2 separate regions of the Sus scrofa genome follow, and region 2 is linked to region 1. The links are chromatin contacts, called in public Hi-C maps. All regions are on one chromosome and are shown on one strand. Each heading gives the region's core, a stretch centred on a gene start, on an enhancer-like site or on the middle of the called end of the contact. The rest is flanking DNA. Distances are from core to core; before and after follow the strand shown.

Region 1 (5,738 bases), core at 299-2,798:
CAGAAGGACATTTTCTCATCGGAGCTCTAAGCGCTCAGGGGTGGACTTGTGTGGATGTTCTACAACCTGTCCAAAGCCCCGGTGACTTACAGGACTTGTCCTTTCCAACATTCGGAGACTCTGTAAATGTACACTTTTTCTTCCTGATATACAGCACAGAAAATAGCAAATTAAAAACCTCCAGGAGGGGAGTTCCCATCGTGGCACAGCGGAAGCGAATCCGACTAGGAACTGTGAGGTTCGATCCCTGGCCTCGCTCAGTGGGTTAAGGATCTGGCCTTGCTGTGGAGCTGTGGTGTAGGTCACAGACGTGGCTCGGGTCCTGTGTTGCTGTGGCTGTGGCATAGGCCGGTGGCAACAGCTCCAATTAACCCCTAGCCTGGGAACCTCCACATGCTGCTGCTGTGACCATATTTAAAAAAAAAAAAAAAAGACAAGGCAAAAGACAAAAACCAAACAAACAAAAACCAAAAAAACTTCCAGGAGTTCCCTGGTTAACAATTCTAAGTTGTCGCTGCTGTGTCATGTGCTCGATCCCTGGCCCAGGAAATTTTGCAGGCCACAGGCATAGCCAAAACAAAACAATGCACCCCACCCCACCTCTGCAAAAAAACTCTCTGGATTCTTCCAGTCTGGATTTACTGCCCAGCACTTCACCTGCCTAGGCCTGGGACCCTCTGCAGGAAAGCTTCCTGGCTATAGCAGCTCACACCAAGCTCACGCCCTGTACTCTAGGAATTCTTTTGCCACACTGATTTGAAAGAGCACACAATGGGTTTTATCACCCAGTGTGTTTATTCTGTCTTTGACAGATGGCAAAATCTAAAGTAGGGACGAGATTTGGTTTTTCGTTTTTTGGGGGGTTTTTTTTTTGGTCTTTTTAGGGCTGCACCTGCAGCATATGGAAGTTCCCAGGTTAGGAGTCGAATCGGAGTTGTAGCTGCCCGCCTTCACCACAGCCACAGCAACGCTAGATCCGAGCCACATCTGCGACCTTCACCACAGCTCACGACATCGCCAGATCCTTAACCCGCTACGTGGGGTCAGGGAATCAACCCTTCCTCCTCATGGATACAAGTCGGTTTCATTACTGCCAAGACACAATGGAAACTCAAGAGATTTTTTTTTTTTTTTTTGGCTGCACCCAAGGCATGAGGGAATTCCTGGGTCAGGGATCAAATTCCAGCTGCTATTGCAGCAATGCCGGATCCTTAACCCACTGCGCCACAGTGGGAACTCCAGGAGGAGGTCTTGAGCTCCTCTTTCTCCCCTTGCACTGTCTAACATAATGCACTGGCACAGAAGGCGCTGGTAATAATATTTTACCCCTGTGTGACAGTGTTCCTTCCAGTTCCAAAACAGCTCAACTAATTATGTTCTGTGATTGAATCGTTATTTTCTTTGCTCTGAAAACAGAAGAGACATCATTCCTAGGAGGTCAGCTTGGGGTCAGAAGTGTTCAGTTTTTAAACGTTGTGTTTCAGATGCTTCACTAGATGACACTACCAGGGAGTGTCACATGAGCAAGTCCTGGTGACAGAGATTCATCCTGGGACTAATTCCAGACTCTGTTTGGCTTCTAGAGAGCCAAACCTTCAGACAGTTCTATTTATTAATTGGATTTGTCAAGGGGAGTTAATTCCTTATAAAAATACACAAGCAAGCTAGTAAAAATAACATTTAAAGAAGAAAGTTAAAAAAAATGTGAAAAGTCCAAATCGCTCAACTCAAACACAAGTTTAGAAAAATAATTCTATTAAAATTTTTCTAAGTATTTATCGGTAAAATGACTTTAAGTATTTATTCGATGTGCTTGCAGAAGAAGAGGGATATTAGGGATATTAGCTTAATCTCCTCAGAGACTAAGTTTTTTTTAACATTTTGTATAGCTTTTAATAATGAAGACTTTATATATGGTGGAAAGATGAAGCAGGGTTTCTTTTTCTTTTCTTTTCTTTTTTTTTTTTTTTTTTTTTTTTTTTTTTTTTTTTGCCAAGCCCACTGCATGCAGAAGTTGGTTCCCTGGCCAGGGATTGAATCCAAGCCACTGCAGTGACAATGCCAGATCCTTAACCTTTGGAGTCACCAGGGAACTCCAAAGCAGGGTTTCTTAATAGTGAATCTCCAAAAATCTTAAGCAAATTTTATATGCATGTCTTTTTTTCTGGAGAAAATCGAAAGCTTTATTTGGATTCTCAGAAGGGGTTGTTAATCAAAAGAGATTTAAAAACACAGGTAATCTTGTTACCCACTACTTTTAAATTTAATAGAAGATCAAGTTCCCGTTATGGCTCAGCAGTAACGAACCCGACTAGTATCCGTGAGGACTTGGGTTCCATCCCTGTCCTCGCTCAGTGGGTTAAGGATCCAGCGTTGCTGTGAGCTCTGGTGTAGGTCACAGATGCAGCTCAGATCCCGCATTGCTGTGGCTGTGGTGTAGCCTGGCAGCTGCAGCTCCGATTTGACCCCTAGTCTGGGAACTTCCATATGTTGTGGGAGCGGCCCTAAAAAGACAAAAATAAAAAATAAAAAAAGCTAAAAAATCCAAGCACACACATGTAATAGGAGAGATGTAGATTCTTTCAAATTACTATTATTTGAAGTATGTCTCATATTTCAATGCATTTTTCACTAATTTCAAAATAAACAACTCCAAAAAAATGTGCCTTTAACAATTTCAAAATTGAGAGAAGAAAACCCAAAACCCACCGGTAGTACGGCTGGCTTATATAAAGATCCCATTGCCCTGTGGAACTTGACAAGGATTTCTAGAGCTGCTCTTGAGAGCTTTGAACATCTGGAGCCCTCACAGGAGTGGGCTGCTAAGTCATTAAAAAGTGTTCCCTTTTTCATTTGCCTGATTAGCAACACAGTATCATCTCCCTGAGGTCTCACAAAACCCTCTACAATTCCTTGCCCAGTTCCCACACAGTGAAACCATTCTCTGGGCAGTTAATTAGGAGCCCTGCCTTTCCTAGATGCAGAAGTTTTTGAACTGATGAGCACAGTACACACATTATTGAAATTAAAAAAAAAAAAAAACAGTTGCCTGAGCTTGTGGGAAAGGCTCTTACAGAAAATAAAAATCAAAGGCATCATTTTCTAACTAGCGGCATTAAGTGAGATAAAGTTCGTTTTTAAGAAGTCTGGCTTCTCTTTAATTAGATAAGGCGGAGGTGGAGAAGAAAAACAGGTTTTCAGTGAATAATTTTAAAGACTTCTGCTCCCGTTAATGACTTTATCACAAAGCAGTGAAAGACACTCCAGCTGCGAACAGTGGTCAACTTAAGTGCCAACAGAATTTGGAGGGGACAGTGAACAGTTCTAAAAATATATATTCTGTCTTCTGTTCTAAGGATAGCTGCAGAATGTGATTAAAACACCAAAGAAATGATCCAAGATAAAAAAAATTAGAGAACGAATTTTATCTGCTGTGCTTTACGTGTCCTAAAATATATTTTCCTCTTCCTTCTCGAGCCCCGGCCTTTGACAAAGAACAACACGGCTTGTTACTATATCAGATCAAGGGGGGAAAAAAAAGAGGGGGATATTTTTTATTAGACAGTCATTTGTTTTTAAACATTTATTTTGCCTTTTTGTCATGTTTTTTTCCTTCCAAAAGGTGTTTTCAAATCCTCCTTTTGAGGCTTGACCCTTTCAATACATAGCATTCACGTGGATTATCCACCTTTTCCCAATAATATTGAAAATGTTTTATTCCAAGGAGGATGGTAATTTCCAATGAAGACATTTGAGAGCATTGAACTAACATAATTCAAGCTGCCCCCGAAAAAAACCACACCTCAAAACAAAGCATGAGGAGAACCCTGGTTATTACTCAATTATTGTGCTTCCTTACAGTAGTCAGAATATTTGTAGAGAAGCATCAGGGAGGGAATCAAGGATGTTAACGTGGGGAGTTCCCTTCGTGGCTCAGCAGTTGATGAACCTGGCCAGGATACATGAGGACTCAGGTTCAGCCCCTAGTCTTACTCAGAAGGTTAAGGATCCAGCATTTCCATGAGCTGTGGTATAGGTCGCAGATGTGGCTTGAATCTGGAGTTGCTGTGGCTGTGGTGTAGGCCTGCAGCTGTGGCTCCGATTCACTCCTTAGCCTGGGAACCTCCATATGCCATGGGTTTGGCCCTAAAAAGACACACACGAAAAAGAATGTTAATATGATTCTTCAGTAACCTACATGGGAGAGAATCTGAAACAGAATGGATCTGTGTATGTAGATATAACTGAATCACATTGTTATAAAGCAGAAATTAATACAGCATTATAAATCAACTATAATACAATTTTTAAAAATAAAAAAGGAATGTTAATATGAGATTGTCGAAATCTATTTACTTTTCTTTTCTTTTTTTTTGGTAGCCGAAGCCACGCATGCGGAAGTTCCCAGGCCCAGGAATCGAACCTGTGCCACAGCAGTGACCGAAGCCACAGCAGTGACAACACCGGCTCCTTAACCCACTAGGACACCAGAGGGCTCTGAAATGTACTCTCTCGTTTTGCAGACTTGTATCTTACAGGATGATCTTTTCTGCTTGTTCCACAAGCATGTTCTTTCCTTCCAGGTTATGCTTTACATTAGTGTAAAGGAAATGCTTTCAGAGTTCCTGTCACGGCTCAGTGGTTAACGAATCTGACTAGGAACCATGAGGTTGTGGGTTCAATCCCTGGCCTTGCTCAGTGGGTTAAGGATCTGGCGTTGCCATGAGCTGTGGTGTAGGTCGCAGACATAGCTCGGATCCCGTGTTGCTGTAGCTCTGGTGTAGGCCGGCGGCTGCAGCTCTGATTAGACCCCTAGCCTGGGAACCTCCATATGCCAGCGGGAGCGGCCCAAGAAATGGCAAAAAAAAAAAAAAAAAAAAAAAAAAAAGGAAATGCTTTCATCACTGTGGGGAGAGCATGTTGGGAGGAGGGTGACAGTTGATAGGGATCTTCAATGAGCTCAGTTTAGGTCTGATTTCAGAAATGGGGAGATTTTTCTCCCTCGCTGCCGCCACCATCTCAGAGGTGTTCAAGGCTCACCCACCCCACCTTGGGCCATTGAAAGGTAAGTTGCTCACCCGGGGAAGAGGACAAGCTCTGCTGAGTGCTGGGGGCTGAGACCGGCATGATTTCAGCAAGGTGCTCACCACAGCACTGGCTGCTGTGAAAGGAAGACGTCCCTGGACGCTCTGAGGACAGAGGGTCGATGACGCACGGCTCAGGCTCAGGCAATGGCCACTGCCCGTTTCAGGGCCACCGGGCCATCTGCAGAGCCAACTCAGCTCCCGGAGCTCCTCGACCTCCAAACAATGTCCCTCTCAGTGGCCTTGGCTGTAATCGTCAGGGCCTTTCTTTTCTCCCTGTGCCTGGAGGAAGTTTTTTTTTTTCATCTGGAGACTTGAGCATTCCTCAAGCTCTCCTTTCTCTCTAATATTTTTGCCAGTGTTTTGAGTCCCATTATTCTGCATGGTTCAGGCTTTGGAAAACCAAGATGGGAAGACTTCTTTTCCTCCTCCCCCCCACCCCCCCCACCCCCCAGTAAATAAGAGAGCTAATGCTTCCCCGGGCCCGACTGTAGACTCATCCTTGCAAGGCCTGGCCTCTACCTGCCTCATCATACCTTTCCTCACGTGAGATGCTTCCCTCCGATTCTTTAACCCATCCAGCTCTTTGCCTCCCAGAGCTTTTGCTCAGAATGTCTTCTTTCATCTCCTTCACCTTAATGGCCCTTATGTATC
Region 2 (6,309 bases), core at 3,513-6,012, 410 kb before region 1:
GGCCTGGCACACTGGGTGAAAGGATCTGGCATTGCCACAGCTGTAGCATAGGTCACAGCTGCAGCTCCAATTCAGTTCCTGGCCCGGGAACTTCCATATGCTGCAGATGGAGACATTAAAATAAAAAAGTCTTATTTTTATGTGTTGCATATCTTTTAATACCGTGAACCTTTTAAAATTCTTGGGAATTTATCATCAGATGTCCTGAATACCAAGAAGTTTTTTTCCTCTAAAACTCTATCATGATAGGGCGATGATTTATCATTTCCTTTTGCATTCTTGGGGTTTTTCTCCTAAGGCTCTCCCTGCTCACACACGCACTGGTGGTTCTTGCATTCAAATGTCCATCTATCATCCTAGAATGCCCTTTGCCCCTCTTCTGTGTTGAAATTTCCATTTTCTGTATATCATGTTTTTTTCTTTCATGGTATATTATCTTGTTCTGTTGGACTATATTGTTCATGGCTTCTAAAGAAAGTTTGTGAGAGGTAGTGTGTGGTGTCCTTGGCCTGGAGATGTCTTTATTTTCCCTTTCACTTGGTCAGTCCTTTGGCTGGGTGAACAATTAGAAACTGAAAATAATTTGCCTATAGAATTGCAGACCTTTGTCCTCTAGCAGCTCATGTTGTGCTGTTACTCTGTCCAGAATTCCAACTCTCATTTTTTCAACCCTAATTTTTTTTTCCCTCCACAAGTTTTTAGTGTCTTTAGGTTTTTAGAGTTTTTGGCTCAGGTGCTCCAAACTTTTATCATGATGAATCATGGCATGGGTTTTTTTTTCACTCATTTCTTCAAAAGACCCTGAGCTGGTCATTTCAAAGTAAGGGGTTTCTGTTCTTCACTTCTGCTAATTTTTCTTGCATTAATTTTGAATAACTTATTCTGTGCTGGTTTTTTGAAATAGATGTTAGATGTCTCAGACCAATCCTCTGTCTTTTAGGTTTTCTCTGCTCATTTCCATCTCTTCAATTTCTGTTTGATTTGCTCAATTTTTATTTTCCATTGAAGGGTTTTCTTTTTCTCTGAATTTCTACCACGTTTTCGTTTCCATGAGGCCTTTTAGAAAACTGCATCCCGTTCCTATATCATAAGATGTATATTTTATCTTTCTGAGGATATTAAGTATTGTTCTTCTTGTTTGTTTGTTTCATGGGGGTTTAGTGCAGTCTTTCAAATTGGAGGTCTTTCTCAGAGGTTTGGTGATTCTTGACTCTCTGTTCACATTTAAGAGACAGACACTAAAACACAGAGGAAGCCCTGTGCATTGGTTAGGGCTCCCTAAGGAGGGGTTCCTCCTTTGATTGGGTAGGGAGTCAAATTTCATTGGAGGAACTCGGGCCTTGCTGACCCATGTCAGTGCGCAGAGACACCCTATCTCCCCACCCAGCATTGTTCACTTCTCTGGGGCAGAAGCTTCTGGTATGTGGCTTTCTGTCAGAGGGTGAGGGAGAACTGCAGACTCTAACCATCTCCATTTTCATGTCTGAGCCTCACCCCCTGCCTCTGCCTAAGACTGGGTGCTCATTTTGGGTCTCACCCCCTTCACAGTTCTTGCAAATGGTGTGTGTGTTGTGGGGGCAGCTGCAAGGTGAGAAATCGAGGTAGGTCCCACCCACTCCTGATCTGACATTCAAACCCTCCCCAGGTCTCAGCCCCAAATCTGGCCTTGCTCCACATAAAGGAGCCAGCTCGTTTCCCACTGGGGTCCCCCTCCTGGAGGACACGTTAGCTTGTAGTTTCTCTATACACATCTATAGACCACTCCTTCGTCTGCTTGTCTTCATCTAGAGGTGGTGAAATCTTTGGTCTACCTGGCTCTCCTCTCCTGCTCCCCTTTTGGGATCTTCTCTCTTTCTCTTTCCCTCTCTCTCTTTTTTTTTTTTTTTTTTTTTGGCTTTTGTCTTTTTAGGGCCGTACCCACAGCAGATGGAGGTTCCCAGGCTAGGGGTGGAATCAGAGCTACAGCTGCCGACATAGCCAGAGCCACAGCAATGCAGGATCCGAGTTGCGTCTGCGACCCACACCACAGCTCACAACAACACTGGATCCTTAACCGACTGAGCAAGGCCAGGGATCCAACCTGTGTCCTCATGGACGCTAGTCAGATTCATTTCTGCTGAGCCACGACGGGAACTCCAGGGATCTTATCTCTTTACGTCTTTAATGTCTCTAACCTATTTATTATTTAAGTAGGTCTTTAGAGAGAAAAAGGTAATTGTCATCTTAGACTGGATTACTTTCCAACTCTCTCAGGTTCCTGGCACATTGTGGAGGGTAGTTTGGGCCTTGTGTCCTGGAAGGCTTACAGATCTCCTCTTTAGACTAAGCTTGAGATGATGGCCTGAAACCCAGCCAGCTCCCCCGCTGTGTTAGTGTGGTAGTGGCGCTACTGAAGAGGACCACATTGATTGTGCATCATGAGCCACAACTGTACCGGGTGCTATGTTCTCTCGTTGGCATTCTCAACTTTCTCCTCTGCAGATGATGAAAGAGGTTCAGAATGGTTAAAACAAACAAACAAACAAAAACTTGTAGACTCACACAAGTGGCTGAGAAAGAATTTAAATACAACCATCTTTTTTTTTTTTTTTTGTCTTTTTGCCTTTTCTAGGGCCACTCCCGCGGCATATGGAGGTTCCCAAGCTAGGGGTCCAATCGGAACTCCGTCTTTCTTGATAATAATAATAACAACAATAACAACAGTAACGATGGCTGCTAACATTTATTGAGGATTTACCCTGTACCAATCACGAGAGTGCAAACACCTGCTCCTGGTTTGCCTGGTGGTTTGCGGGGCACAGAGGCATCAATGGTGACGGATAAAAAGAACTCTTGTGTAACTAAAGTGTCCCTGTTTTGTAAAAGCAGTATTTTTTGCCCCTAAATGATCTGGAAACAGCCTTTCTTTTGTTATACATGATTGTATCCACTTTTCCTATGTTCGCATGGCTCGGTGAATTTCTTATAGAAAGTCCTCTCTTTTGACTCCAATTTGAGTCAAAAAGTGATTCCAACTTCCAGCTGGAAAAGGGGATTCCAATTTCCCAATAAAAGGGGCTTCTCTACAGCCAAACCGTCACCTACATACCATCTAGTACACACGATTCTTCGGTCTTTCCAAGTGGACATCCAGGCTCTTTCCTGCTTCTGTGGCTCTATGTGGCTGCCAGGTGGGCGGATTGGGACTGAGGCTTCATCATTTGTCATTTGCTGGCGTGACCTGTGTGTGACCTATGACATAGTAGGTCTTCCCTTATTTGGAGGCAGTTGTTACATTAATAAAGGGGTCAAGAGCTTGGGCACTGGAGCCACAAGCCCAGGTGTGAATCCAAGTTTTGCTTTGTGTTCTGTTCTTCTCAACTTTTTGGACTTGAGCAAGTGACCTGACATCTCTGTATCCGTTTCCTCATCGGTATAGTAGAACCAATCATGATATATCATGGGATATTTGAGAAGATTAAATGAATTATAAAAGATTTAAAATACCAGTCACCATGCTAAGTTATAATCATGGCACAATAGCAGCAATAACCATATTAGCGGTAATGTGTGCACCCTGCTAATGAACGCTTCCTTTGTGCCAGGCAGGATGCAGAGGGCTCCGTATACTGCGTCTCGTGCAATCCTCAAGGCACGTGACCCATTTACTGATGAGGGGATTCCGGTTGGGAGAGCAGGGGGGGATCTTTCCTGAAACTGAATGAAGCTGAGCTTCAGGGCCCCCCCTTTGACAGGTCCCTGCGAGAGCTGGCGCGCTCGGAGGTACGGGGGAGGAGAAGCAGGTTGCAGTCAGGCAGTCCTATCAGGCAGTTCTGGTAATTGCCTAAGAGATCTCAGAAAAAAGGGATCTGCGTTACCAAGTCCTCGGTGAGTTGGTATAATCTTTATCATTCTAAACGTTCACTTTTGGATCTAACTTCGTAAGTTTTTTCTTTTCTGTAAGAAACCCAAATTTATAGAATTCCCACTGTGGTGCAGTAGGTTAAGGATCTGGTGTCACCTCTGCAGTGGCTCGGGTCACTGCTGTGGCCCAGGTTCCAATCCTCGGCCCAGCACAGTGGGTTAAGGATCCAGCATTGATGCAGCTGTGGCGTAGGTCACAGCTGTAGCTAGGGTTTGATCCCTGGCCCGGGAACTTCCATGTGCCATGGGTGCAGCAAAAATCCCAAAACCAAAAAACAAAACTCCCCAACCCAGATCTGAGCCTTACCAGAGTTGCATGCAGTCTTCATCTCTGTGCCTCATTGTGTCCTTGCTAGATTGACGTAAGCTGTTCAAAATCGCCTTACAAATGGAGAGAATCCTCAGAATGAAAGGTGCGTGGGAGCAGCGGGCCTAGACTGTCTTGCTGACTGTGTTTGGGAAGGCACAAGGGTTTGGTGAATTCCTAACGGGATTCATCAATATAAGTTTAAAAGTCTTACAAGTAACCTACTCCTGATGGTGAATCGTGGTTTGATGTCTCTTTTATAATCTTTGAATCTCCTAGAAAAATAGTAAATTGGCAATGTATTTCTGTGCTCTATTGTATTTGAACCTTTGATTTGCAAGCACGACATAATTTTCCTTTTGCAGAGCATGACTGCTGAAGCAAAACAAAACCCCAAGATAAACAGCCTTCATAGGTTTTGCCACAATAGGTTTTCCAGGCAAAGAATGAGCCATCAAAATGTCCACTCAGTGGTTCCTTGTCCTTAAGAATCCTGGGGAGAATCAGCTCATCTGAAATAGACACTCCGCTACTATTTTTATACCCAATTGCAACCTGGGAAGTTGCCAGGCTTTCGTCTCAGCAGTGAGTCTTCCTAGGAACTGGATTTAGAATTTATTTATACTTACACTTTGGAGAAAGGTACATTCTGAGTCCTTTGAGTGCTGGGTGCTTTTCCTCTTTTTGAAGACCCTTTGAAATGACCTTTTGATATGTCTGGTCTCCTCCACCTAGAAAGAGGAGGCAGCAGAGGAACCAAGCTGGCAAGAACCCCCTGGCTTGGGCATCACTAGCACTAATGGAACGGACAATGAGAGCTTGAACAATGCCACCCCATGCTTGTTTGCAATTCAAATCGATGCCAGGCCCTCCCCGCAAAAGGGGAGCTGGGAGCAACCACTTTGGATGGAACTTAAAATCTGTCTCCCGGGCAGCAGACAACACTAAAATAAAAAGTCTGTGCACCAACTTGTGACCGTGTGGTTTCTTAACGCAGGACATTGTGTGAACACACACCCTTCACAGAGGCCGTTGCTCTCTCACTGAAGAGATAGGAAGTTTCCCTTTGGCCACAACGCTTCATATGGCTCATTCCCTTTTTTTTTTTCTTCATGGATGATGAGCTGAAAGGCTTACCGGAAATGCTATTATGCCTCACTGAGGACAAGAGGCTTATTCCCAAGTTCCAGTACATTCTTGTATATGTATGCTGTGTACACACACACACACACACACACACGCGCGCGCGCGCGCAGCCTGTCTGCATAGCACAGTGAGGCAGGGAACATTAAAACAACCTGCGACAGAAGATTTATTCAAATTCGTTCATCAGCAACACTGAATCACTTTTGCTGTGGGTCGAATCACAAGTGGAGGTTCTCCTAGAACTGCTGTCGGGGGCCCCCAAGGACCATGAGGTCGAATCCTGCTCGCTGCTGCGTCTGAGGGAGTAGAGGCGGCAATGCTAATGGATCTTACTGGGGGTGGGGGTGACGAATAGAAGGAAAATGAATAAAGCTGTGTTGAGAGAAGGCATCCCAAACAATGCACTGTGAGCCCGCTTGTGCTGTGCACAGCTGCTCGCTTCTGGTTTCTATGAACACGGAGTGTTAGGGCTTATAGGATGGAGCCGGGCAGGCGCCGCCAGGTATCCTCTCCACCTGGGTGTCTGTGTTCCACAACATGCAGAGCAGGCATCGGGAAAAAGAGTGTGGAAAACCAGGCTCGGCCCAGGTCTGTGGAAGCTGTGCTTGATCCTATTTTACTTCAGGGAAGAGAACGATACAGGTCTCTGTTGTTATTTGATCACAGCCTCCAATCAATTCAGAGCAGAAAAGAGGCTTTGTACGGACTAGCTCAAAAGGCACAGGAAAATGGCTTAAAAACAGTTAATACAATCAACTAAATGTCAATTACTTCTTGAAATGAAACAAGTAGATTGAAACATTTACTTAGCCATTTGGCCTATAACTTTTGCAAAGTAATAAAATAGTTATGGTCCTTAAATAGCAGTAGGGGAGTTTCCAAGTGTCAAAATTATCAACAATTCCGATTAAAAAAAAAAAAAAAAAAAGAGGAAGTAAATTTTCTTTGCTCAG

What was found. A called contact is a pair of places that touch in the nucleus more often than the background predicts.
Region 2: a contact with region 1 is called in a Hi-C map of skeletal muscle, with 7 times the contacts expected there. The contact joins two enhancer-like sites. A contact is called at or near these places in 2 of 47 Hi-C or Micro-C datasets (epiblast stem cells and skeletal muscle).

Annotation. Positions count from the first base shown.
Region 1 is chr8:76,288,876-76,294,613 of Sscrofa11.1, reverse strand. No RefSeq gene overlaps it. Among named protein-coding and RNA genes, the nearest start is that of TIGD4, 12 kb to the right of the region's middle. Within about 2 kb of position 1,548, at least 4 of the 83 cell types and tissues checked have an H3K27ac peak or open chromatin away from gene starts, as enhancers often do. A contact at or near this core is called in skeletal muscle, where this site is marked.
Region 2 is chr8:76,701,649-76,707,957 of Sscrofa11.1, reverse strand. It overlaps LOC110262138 (a long non-coding RNA gene), which reads left to right. Exons shown (of 5, transcript XR_002346732.1): 3 at 3,735-3,867; 4 at 4,260-4,316; 5 at 4,576-5,179. Among named protein-coding and RNA genes, the nearest start is that of FBXW7, 220 kb to the right of the region's middle. Within about 2 kb of position 4,762, at least 6 of the 83 cell types and tissues checked have an H3K27ac peak or open chromatin away from gene starts, as enhancers often do. A contact at or near this core is called in skeletal muscle, where this site is marked.